Linked DNA regions of Rattus norvegicus: region 1 is linked to region 2. A link is a contact called in public Hi-C data. All regions are on one chromosome and are shown on one strand. The core of a region is the stretch at or near the end of the contact, and the rest is flanking DNA. Distances in the headings are between cores, read along the strand shown. Region 1 has its middle 47 kb from the start of Snora4. Region 2 holds the start of Abra (actin-binding Rho activating protein).

Region 1 (4,282 bases), core at 350-2,849, 67 kb before region 2:
TACCTGAGGGCAGGCACTTAAAATGAAGGTTGCCACTTGGTGAAGACACTAGGCTTTTCCGAACCAAAGACACAGGGACTGAGCTGTATTTGTTTCGTTTCTGACCAAATTCTAAACAAAAGACTGAGAGGGCAAAAGGCGTACACTCTGATGGATCTGCGGTTGTGGAGTCTGCCCTCACGGATAAGGCTAGAAGAGAATCACATAGGCAAGACATGTATGTGTCTTTTAATCTCCTGGAGTGCTTTCACTCACATTTTGTACCTCTTGTTCTTTGCCAAAAATAGTTACCTGAGCAAGCCACTTGCCTGGTTTACTTCAAGCTTCACTAAGTAGTTCGCACATTTCTACAGAAAACTAGCTGGTATAATTTAGGCTGAAGAGATCCAAAATTCAAAATTACATACATTTCAGAGACAATCAACTGGCATTAAATTCTAGTTTTTAACATATGTCCTCTAAGGAAAAGAGAACAAAATCACAGTCCAGCTATTCAATGGGAAACATAGTCTATGGAAAAAGTAGTGTATAACTCCCAAAGATCAAGCAAATTGACTTTACAAAAAGCAAGAAGTGATTAGGCAAAAGACAATGCTGTGAATAGGAGACAGCTTACTGAAGAAACTGTCAAGGTGAAAAGGTTTACTAGATCATATCATATTTGTACTAAAGTAAATAGCATCTAGATATGGCAGACCAACACATCATATAAGGCACTTACTTAATTAGGAAGCCCTTCTGGCATGAGACATATTTGCACCCCAAGTGTGTGTGTGTATGTGTGTGTGTGTGTGTGTGTGTGTGTGTGTGAGTGTGTATGTGTGTGTGCATGAGAGAGAGAGAGAGAGAGAGAGAGAGAGAGAGAGAGAGAAGGGTATGCATTTATGTCTGTGTACTATTAGGCACTGCATGAAGATTACATAATAATTTTTCGAGTTTATGAAAAGGTAAGATAATTAATGGACCCACAAATTTCTCCTGCAATAGCAAGCGGGAGCTCTGAGAAGCAGTGGAGAGCATTAAGGACCAAGGTCATTCAGCATTTGCTAGACACTGTAGTGGTTTGAAGAACATGGCCCCCGTAGGTTCACAGGGAGTTGCACTATTGGGAGATGTGACCTTGTTGGAGGAAGTGTGTCACTGGGGTGGGCTTTCGGGTTTCAGAAGCTCAAGCCAGGCCCAGTAGCACACTCTCTTCCTGATGCCTGTGAATCCAGGTATAGAACTCTCAGCTGCCTCTCCAGCACCATGCCAGCCTGCATGCTTCCCGCCATGATGATAACGGACACAACCTCTAACCTGTAAGACAGTCTCAAGTTAAATAATGAAAATTTCCATGGTCACAGTGTCTCGTGGCAGCAATAAAATCTTAAGACAGATGCCTTCAAAGCAGGTGGATGATTATGGAAAAGACAGAAAGGGGATTATGTTTAATATCTGCATTACAAATTAACAGCTTAAAATAACAGGAGTTAGTTTCTTCGTAGAGCTTCTGAAGGTCAGGAGCCTGGCTGGGAGAGTCAAATCTGTAGTTAGGTCGCATTACAGATGAGAGCCTCAGAAGTAACCACCTGACTGGAGAATCTACTTCCAATTTCACTCACAGGGCATCTGGCCACATCACAACCTGTTTTTGCCAAGTAGGCTTCTTCATAGCCTCCTTAGTGGAAAGCTACCTCTTTAGAAGTAAGAGCCACAGCTAGCAAGAAAGCCACAGTGAGGCTTAGATTCAAACATGACATACCACCACCATTTCCCTTATACCACTGACAAATACCAGCCCTGGAAGAATGTAGGAAGGGACTTTTATGATTCCTGATATCTATACTAGTAGGTAGAAGATTAGATTAAGAAATAATAATAAATTAAAATCAGGACATACAATAAGCCTTTTCAAGAGAACATTTCTATTGTGGCCAAAGGATGACTTCCTCTGTAAAATGTTGGTAGATTCTGACCCTTGAGTCAAGACCTAAAGATGGTAAGGAAAAGCCTGATACATTAGAGGAAATAAGCTCCTCTACCCAGGAGTGATAAGGAAAAAGTGATAAAGGAGGAACTTGGGTGGGAAAGCAGTCAGATCAATTGTGACCTAAGAGTGCAAGGAGTATGCTCTGAGGAAATTGCTACCTCTCACTTAAGAGGTTTTATATCTAGTCCTCAGAAGGAAAGGAAGGACGTCTGTAGTTCCTTTTTCTCCTAGCAGAATCCTTCTATGATCTATATTTCTAGGTGGTTAGGTTGTCTTCTGGCTATGAATCCCCACCGGAAACCTCAGGGCCCACATAGCTGGAGAGGTGGAAACCCATTAGCCACAGACCTATGGACGGGTTCCAAACAGACAGAATCTCTAGAGGTCATCATTAACAACCTCCACGGCGTAAGTGGTGCTTGAACAGTGGTTCACGAAAAGCCACCACTGTGAATTGCACACTACAAACAGAACCATATGCCTGAAATGGTTCTAAAGGCAAATTGTATTTGTTCTGGTCACAGACCTAAATTACAGGTTTGACCAGAACCAAAGTATTTGGGGTTTTGTCTGTACTGAAATCAAGGCTTAAAAATGAAGTATGACTGCAGTGGCTGTAAGAGTTCAATGATATCTTGAACCCACCAGGGATCCCTCTTGCTTGAACTATAAGCCAGTCTACCTGCCTCTTAAGAAGCTGAATGAATCTGAAATAGCTTACATATGCAGATTTTCTAAAAGAGCATGACTTGTAACTGGTCCTTTCTTGAAGCACATGTATCTGAAATCTTAGCCACCTTTTCAATGTCTGGTTGCCATGAAGCTAGAAATGCCTCTAGGAGGATATCAAGGGTCAAGGAAGAAGCTGGAAGATCTCCTAAGGTGACAGCCACATGGAGCTCAGTGGATGTATGTAGAATGTTTGCCCTGTCCCAACTCCTGGGAGACTACAGTGTCCTAAGAGACTCTAAAGAAACCTTATCTCAGTTTTTTCAACCCTCAGTAATGTCAAAGATAACAGTAAGTGATTATTATTTTGAATCATTATCTAAAACAGTCCCTGTGAAAAGTGAAAACTTTATCAAACCCATATTACTAGAAAAGGGATTTCAAAGAAAATGTTTACTGGGATCTAACATAGTTCCATACAATTTACTTAAATTTTGGAGTCCCTGAAATCTAATGATTGAATTTTCACTTCCTTTTATATGCAAGCCTCTTTCAGAGCTTTCTTACCTAAAGAAACTCAACTATGTCAAATATTTCCATGACATAACTAGTGAGACTCTATTTTGAAGATTCTAGTAATAATCACATTGGAAAGTGAACATCTTGAGAACAGAAGACACTCAATAACCAAAGTTATGTTATGTTACTGGGAGATAAAGTAATAAAATGATAATTTTTTCATATATTTTTTAGTAATTATTTTATTTACATTTCAAACGTTGTCACCCCTTCTGGGTCTCCTCTCTGCAAACCTTCCACCTTATCTCTCCTCCCCTTTGCCTATAAGAGGGTGCTTCCCCCACCCATCCACTCACTCCCACCTCACCCCTCTAGCATCCCCTTTCTCTGGGGCAAAAAGTCTGCGCATGACAAAGCATCTCCCCTCTCACTGATGCCAGATAAGTCAGTCCTCTGCAACACATGTAGTGGGAGCCATGGACCCACTCATGTATACTCTTTGGTTGGTGGTTTAGTTCCTGGGAACTCTGAGTGGCTCAGTTAGTTGATACTGTTCTTCCTATGGGGTTGCAGTCCCCTTCAGCTCTTTCAGTCCTTCCTCTCACTCTTCCATCGAGGTCCCAGGCTTGGTCCAATGGTTGGCTATGAGTATCTGCATTTGCATTAGTCAGGTGCTGGCAGAACCTCTCAGGAGACAGCCATAGCAGGCCCCTGTCACCAAGCTCTGCTTAGCATCAGCAGTAGTGTTGGAATTTGGTGTATGCAGATGGGATGGATTCCAAGGTGGGGTAGTCCCTGGATGGCCTTTCCTTCACACTCTGCTTTATTTTTTTGTCCCTGCATTTTCTCCAGACAGGAACAATTCTGGGTTACAGATTTTGAGACCAGGGCCATGCCTATCTGCTAGAGGTGGTCTTTTCAGGTTCTATCTTTGCTCTGTTGGATACTTAGGTTAATGTCTTCCCCTTTGGGTCCTGGGAGTCTCTCACATCCCTGGTCTCTGGGACTTTCTAGAGGTTCCCCCTATTCCCCATACCCCACAGCTAAATATTTCTATTCATTCTCCCAGACCTCTGGACTTCTCTCCTATCTCTTCCTGTGGGATGATGTCACAGGTGAGGC
Region 2 (4,610 bases), core at 1,316-3,815:
CTATCTCCAACAGTTTCAAATCTTAATTCACACGCCTTTCCCTGGGAACTAGTATTGATGCAAATCATTGTCATTTCTTATTATTTTCACTTCTTTGTACCATAAATTAATGGGAGAATATACAATTCCTAAGACCTTGGACCTTGATTGAGAACATGAAGCTAACATTTTTACAGCAATCAAAAGACTGGTTGTATGCAGACCTTACTTAAGGGTAGGAATGTCCGAAGTGGACTGCCTGAAGGGCTGCAGTTACCATCAAAGCCAGACGTCAAAGGAACAGACAAACCTTTTAGAAGCTACTCCCTGCCCCCAAAACACCATCTGCTGACAGCCTCAAGCCTCAGGCAGCTGAATGCAATGCGTGCTAATTTATGAAACCCCGGTAACGTCGTCCGTCTGTATTTCTTCTCTATCGGGATGGAACCTAAACAACGCTGAGTTGGAAGGTAGAATGAGGAAATCGACCTGATCCTGGGCTGAGCTTCTGAGACTATCAGAGAAACCTATTCTAACCATGACCCAGGGGATGAACGGAATCCAACTAGCATTCAACAGTGTTTAATGTGCAGGAAGGAAGGCCAGAAATTAAAGCTGAGATTTAATTTATTGTTAGTCCCTGGCTCTTGTGATCCCATTTCCCACTTAACCGAGAGGGATCCGGACTCGGTATGTTGATGCCATCACATGCTGCTGAACTCAGAGAACACACCGGACAGATTTCTAGATAGAGTTTTATAACATGTTCCAAGTTGTTTCACTCCTGGGGCGTGAATTACTGACACGATGAAAAACTGACACCATACTTTTTTTTTTAAACTGAATGTGTCTATCAGAAGAAATTAACTTTTATATTTTTCATACTGTTCACAAGGCAACAGTTTTTCCAACATATAGTGTGTCACCCTTGGAGAAATGGACAGAGTTTAAAGCCTAAAGCAGTGGCAAAGGAAAAAAGAAAGGTCTATTTGTTCTTAAGGAATTATTCAATGCTTAGTCCTGCACGTTTTAATCTGGTATAATACACTGAACAGGTGCTGTTTCTCTGTCCACATGACTTATCCTTTCAGTTCTCTTAAAAATATTTATTTACTTGATGTTCTGAAGGTTCAAACAAATATCATTGCCTGCTACCAAAGATTTTATTATTAAAAACAAAGAGGAATGTCTGTTTTCAGGCCTGACCATTTGGTACTGGACAACTGATTGATGAGCTTGTCCCCGGGGAAGACTATTTCTCCTGCTGGCAGCATTCCTTAGTTGCCTGTAGTGTTTTGTATAGGATCAGAGTCTTACATAGACTAGCAGGTTGTACGTATTTATTTAGCACACACACACACACACACACACACACACACACACACACACACACCAACTGATGAGAAAAGAAGCCATAAACTTGAAGGAGAGCATGAAGAGATATATGGGAGGTTTGTAGGGAGAGAAGACTAATGATGTGATTAAATTACAACATCAAAGATAAAAGAAATCATTTAAAAATGAACTCAGAGTTAATCATTAAAAACAAGACAGCGAGGCGGGAGCCTGACTGGTGGTACATGCCTTTAAGTCTATCTAGCACAGTGGGCAGAAAGAACCAGGTGGAATTCTGGGAGTTTAAACAAAACTTGTTCTACATAGCAAGTTCCGGGCTAAAATAAAATAAACTGCATGCTTCAGATAAGTCATTATTTTGTCATTATATGGATTCAACCATTTCAATGATTATTTTAGCCATAATTTCTAAAATACATAAAAATAAAATTCAATTTTTATGTCATTAGAACAGTTTAGTGTCTTAATATTCATATATATTACATGCTAATAGGATTTCAACAATAATTAACCTTTCAACATTTGGACCTTATTCTTCCTCTGGGCATCAATGTTTCCATCTGGAAAATGAAGATCTAAGCAGACAGCCTTCTACAATTTGTTTCTGTTTTGTTTTGTTTTGTTTTTTTGTTTGTTTTTTTAATTTTTTTTTCCGGAGCTGGGGACCGAACCCAGGGCCTTGCGCTTGCTAGACCAGCGCTCTAACCACTGAGCTAAATCCCCAACCCCCTACAATTTGTTTCTAATGGTTATAGATTAACAGAAGCTCCAGCCTTGAAAATCTCATATATTATTGGGAAGAAGTAAGATATCTTTTCACTCAGCTATTAAAGGGAACCAAATAACAGCTGTATTGAGGGTTACAGAGGTTTAAGTGAGAGCAAGCCTGGAACAGTCTAGGACAATTTGTGCACTAACTGTCTACTCCTATAAATGGTTGGATCACATTTTAAGGTCAAGGAAAACATAAAGCTAAGCACATGATTCAATCTAGTACTTTCCACCCTGGCACTTGGAGAAGAAAGGAGGGAACATATCAGTGTCCTTTGCCACCAGAGATGTCCCTCCGCGGTGATGAAATGGGACCTGTCAGGGTTTAAAAACAGAACACCGTCAGAGCCATAGCACCACATCTTGGCAAGAAATGCCTTGCATAGTTTCCACCGTCACAGGCGCTCCTTCCCACTCACACCCTGCTTCTATTTAAATCCCAGGCAACTCTCTCAACCACATTCCCTCTTTAGCCAGTGCCTAGGCTGTCCGCAGAGAAGAAACAGGTAGCATGGCTCCTGGAGAAACTGAAAGGGAGGCGGGGCCGGCCAAGAGTGCCCTCCAGAAGGTCCGCAGAGCAACCCTGGTGATCAACTTGGCCCGAGGATGGCAGCAGTGGGCGAATGAGAACAGTACCAGACAGGCCCAGGAGCCTGCAGGCTGGCTGCCAGGAGCAACTCAAGACCTACCTCACACTCCTAAAGAACCGGGTCCTCGCCAGCATGCCCCCAAACCTCCGTCTCCAAAGCCAGATGGAGACAGAGAGGGACGAGGCTCTGAGGAAGCCACGGAGGTCTCCCATATCAAAAGGAAAGAGGTGACCAGAACGGTTGTCAGTAAGGCGTATGAGAGAGGAGGAGATGTGAACTACCTGAGCCACAGGTACGAGCATGATGGCGGCGTGTCTGAAGCGGTCCAGCCAGACAATGACATTGACAGAATCCTCCTCAGTCACGACTCGCCAACGCGGAGAAGAAAATGCACCAACTTGGTATCTGAGCTGACCAAAGGCTGGAAAGTGATGGAACAGGAGGAGCCCAAGTGGAAGAGTGACAGCATAGACACAGAGGACAGTGGCTACGGAGGGGACATGGAGGAGAGGCCTGAGCAAGATGTAGCGCAGGTGGCTGCTGCCAGGATTAAACGCCCCTTGCACTCCCAGTAAGTGAATGCATCCTTCCACTCCTTAATCACCGAGGAGTTCCAGTCAGTACCCAAAGTACAGAGGGCAGAGGATGAACTGCCAGTTACAGTGGGTCCTTTAGGGTAGGGAGCACATCTCTGGCCTGAAAGGACACAGCTAACTTCAGCTGTCCCTTCTGGTCCATGCCATTTCTGTTTTACCTGTAAGTGGGAACTGCTGTCAGTACCCTGCTCGGGCTTCCTGAATTAGACTCGCACATGGACCACCCTCTTGGTGTGGTGGAAAACATGCACCAAGCTTAGAAATGAGACACCCAGACACTAAGACACACCAAAGTCACGTGATCAGTAAGCAAGACATCTGGAAAGGTTGAACCAGAGATTGTTTTGTAATCCCCATGCTTCTCGAATTCCCTCAGCATAAAGCAAGGTGTCAGTTTGATTGATCTCGGTAACCTCCAAAGTGCAGGATTTTAGTATAAGTGATGGGCTTTAAACCAAAGGGGGGAAATACGTGGCCTTTTGCTTTTCTGTGTTTGCACACATGAGTGTGTGTATGCATCTGTACATGCATGTGTGCACAGAAGGATGCCAGCTATCTTTCTTTGTCACTCACCACTCATGTACAAGACCAGGTATCTTACTGAACCTAAGGCTCGCTATTTTGGCTCAGCTATGGGACCGGTGAGCATCCAGGAATTAGTCTGTTGGCTTTTCAGTGCTGGGCTCCTATGAATGTTGGCCATACCTAGAATGTATTTTTATGTGAGGTGTGGTGATTCAAACTCAGGTCCTCATGTTTGCAGAGCGAGAACTCTTTTTTTTTTTTTTTTTATTAACTTGAGTATTTCTTATATACATTTCGAGTGTTATTCCCTTTCCCGGTTTCCAGGCAAACATCCCCCTCCCCCATCCCCTTCTTTATGGGTGTTCCTCTCCCCATCCTCCCCCTTGCCGTTCTCCCCCCAACAATCTAGTTCACTGGGGGTTCAGTCTTAGCAGGACCCAGGGCTTCCCCTTCCACTGGGAGCGAGAACTCTTAACCATCTCTCTGACCTAACTTGACAATCACACCCACTCCCTTTCTCCATTCTAGTAAAAAGAATGCTTTCCTTGGACTTTGGAATAGTTACCAATTTCTAACAGAGGCCTGGGTCTCAAGTTCCTTAGAAAGGAGAACAAAGGTTATAGTTGCTGATCAGCAATGACAGCACTGCAATTTAGATAGTCATTTTGGCCCGTGACACCCCCCCATACACCGATTAATCAAATTAGTGACAGTCCCTGGGCAGTGCCAACGGCCAGCATTTTTGTGCATAGTAGGATGGGTAGCTTGGGTTCTTCAGCCACAAAGACAACTG

The links. Hi-C and Micro-C count contacts between places; a contact is called where the count stands out from the background.
Region 1: a contact with region 2 is called in a Hi-C map of psoas muscle, with 5 times the contacts expected there. The contact joins the enhancer-like site here to the promoter of Abra in region 2. A contact is called at or near these places in 3 of 12 Hi-C or Micro-C datasets (the A7r5 cell line, prefrontal cortex and psoas muscle).

Annotation. Positions count from the first base shown.
Region 1 is chr7:74,923,153-74,927,434 of GRCr8, reverse strand. No RefSeq gene overlaps it. Among named protein-coding and RNA genes, the nearest start is that of Snora4, 47 kb to the right of the region's middle. Within about 2 kb of position 1,599, at least 2 of the 93 cell types and tissues checked have an H3K27ac peak or open chromatin away from gene starts, as enhancers often do.
Region 2 is chr7:74,857,031-74,861,640 of GRCr8, reverse strand. Abra (actin-binding Rho activating protein) reads left to right here and starts at 2,565. Exons shown (of 2, transcript NM_175844.3): 1 at 2,565-3,267. The coding sequence starts at 2,618.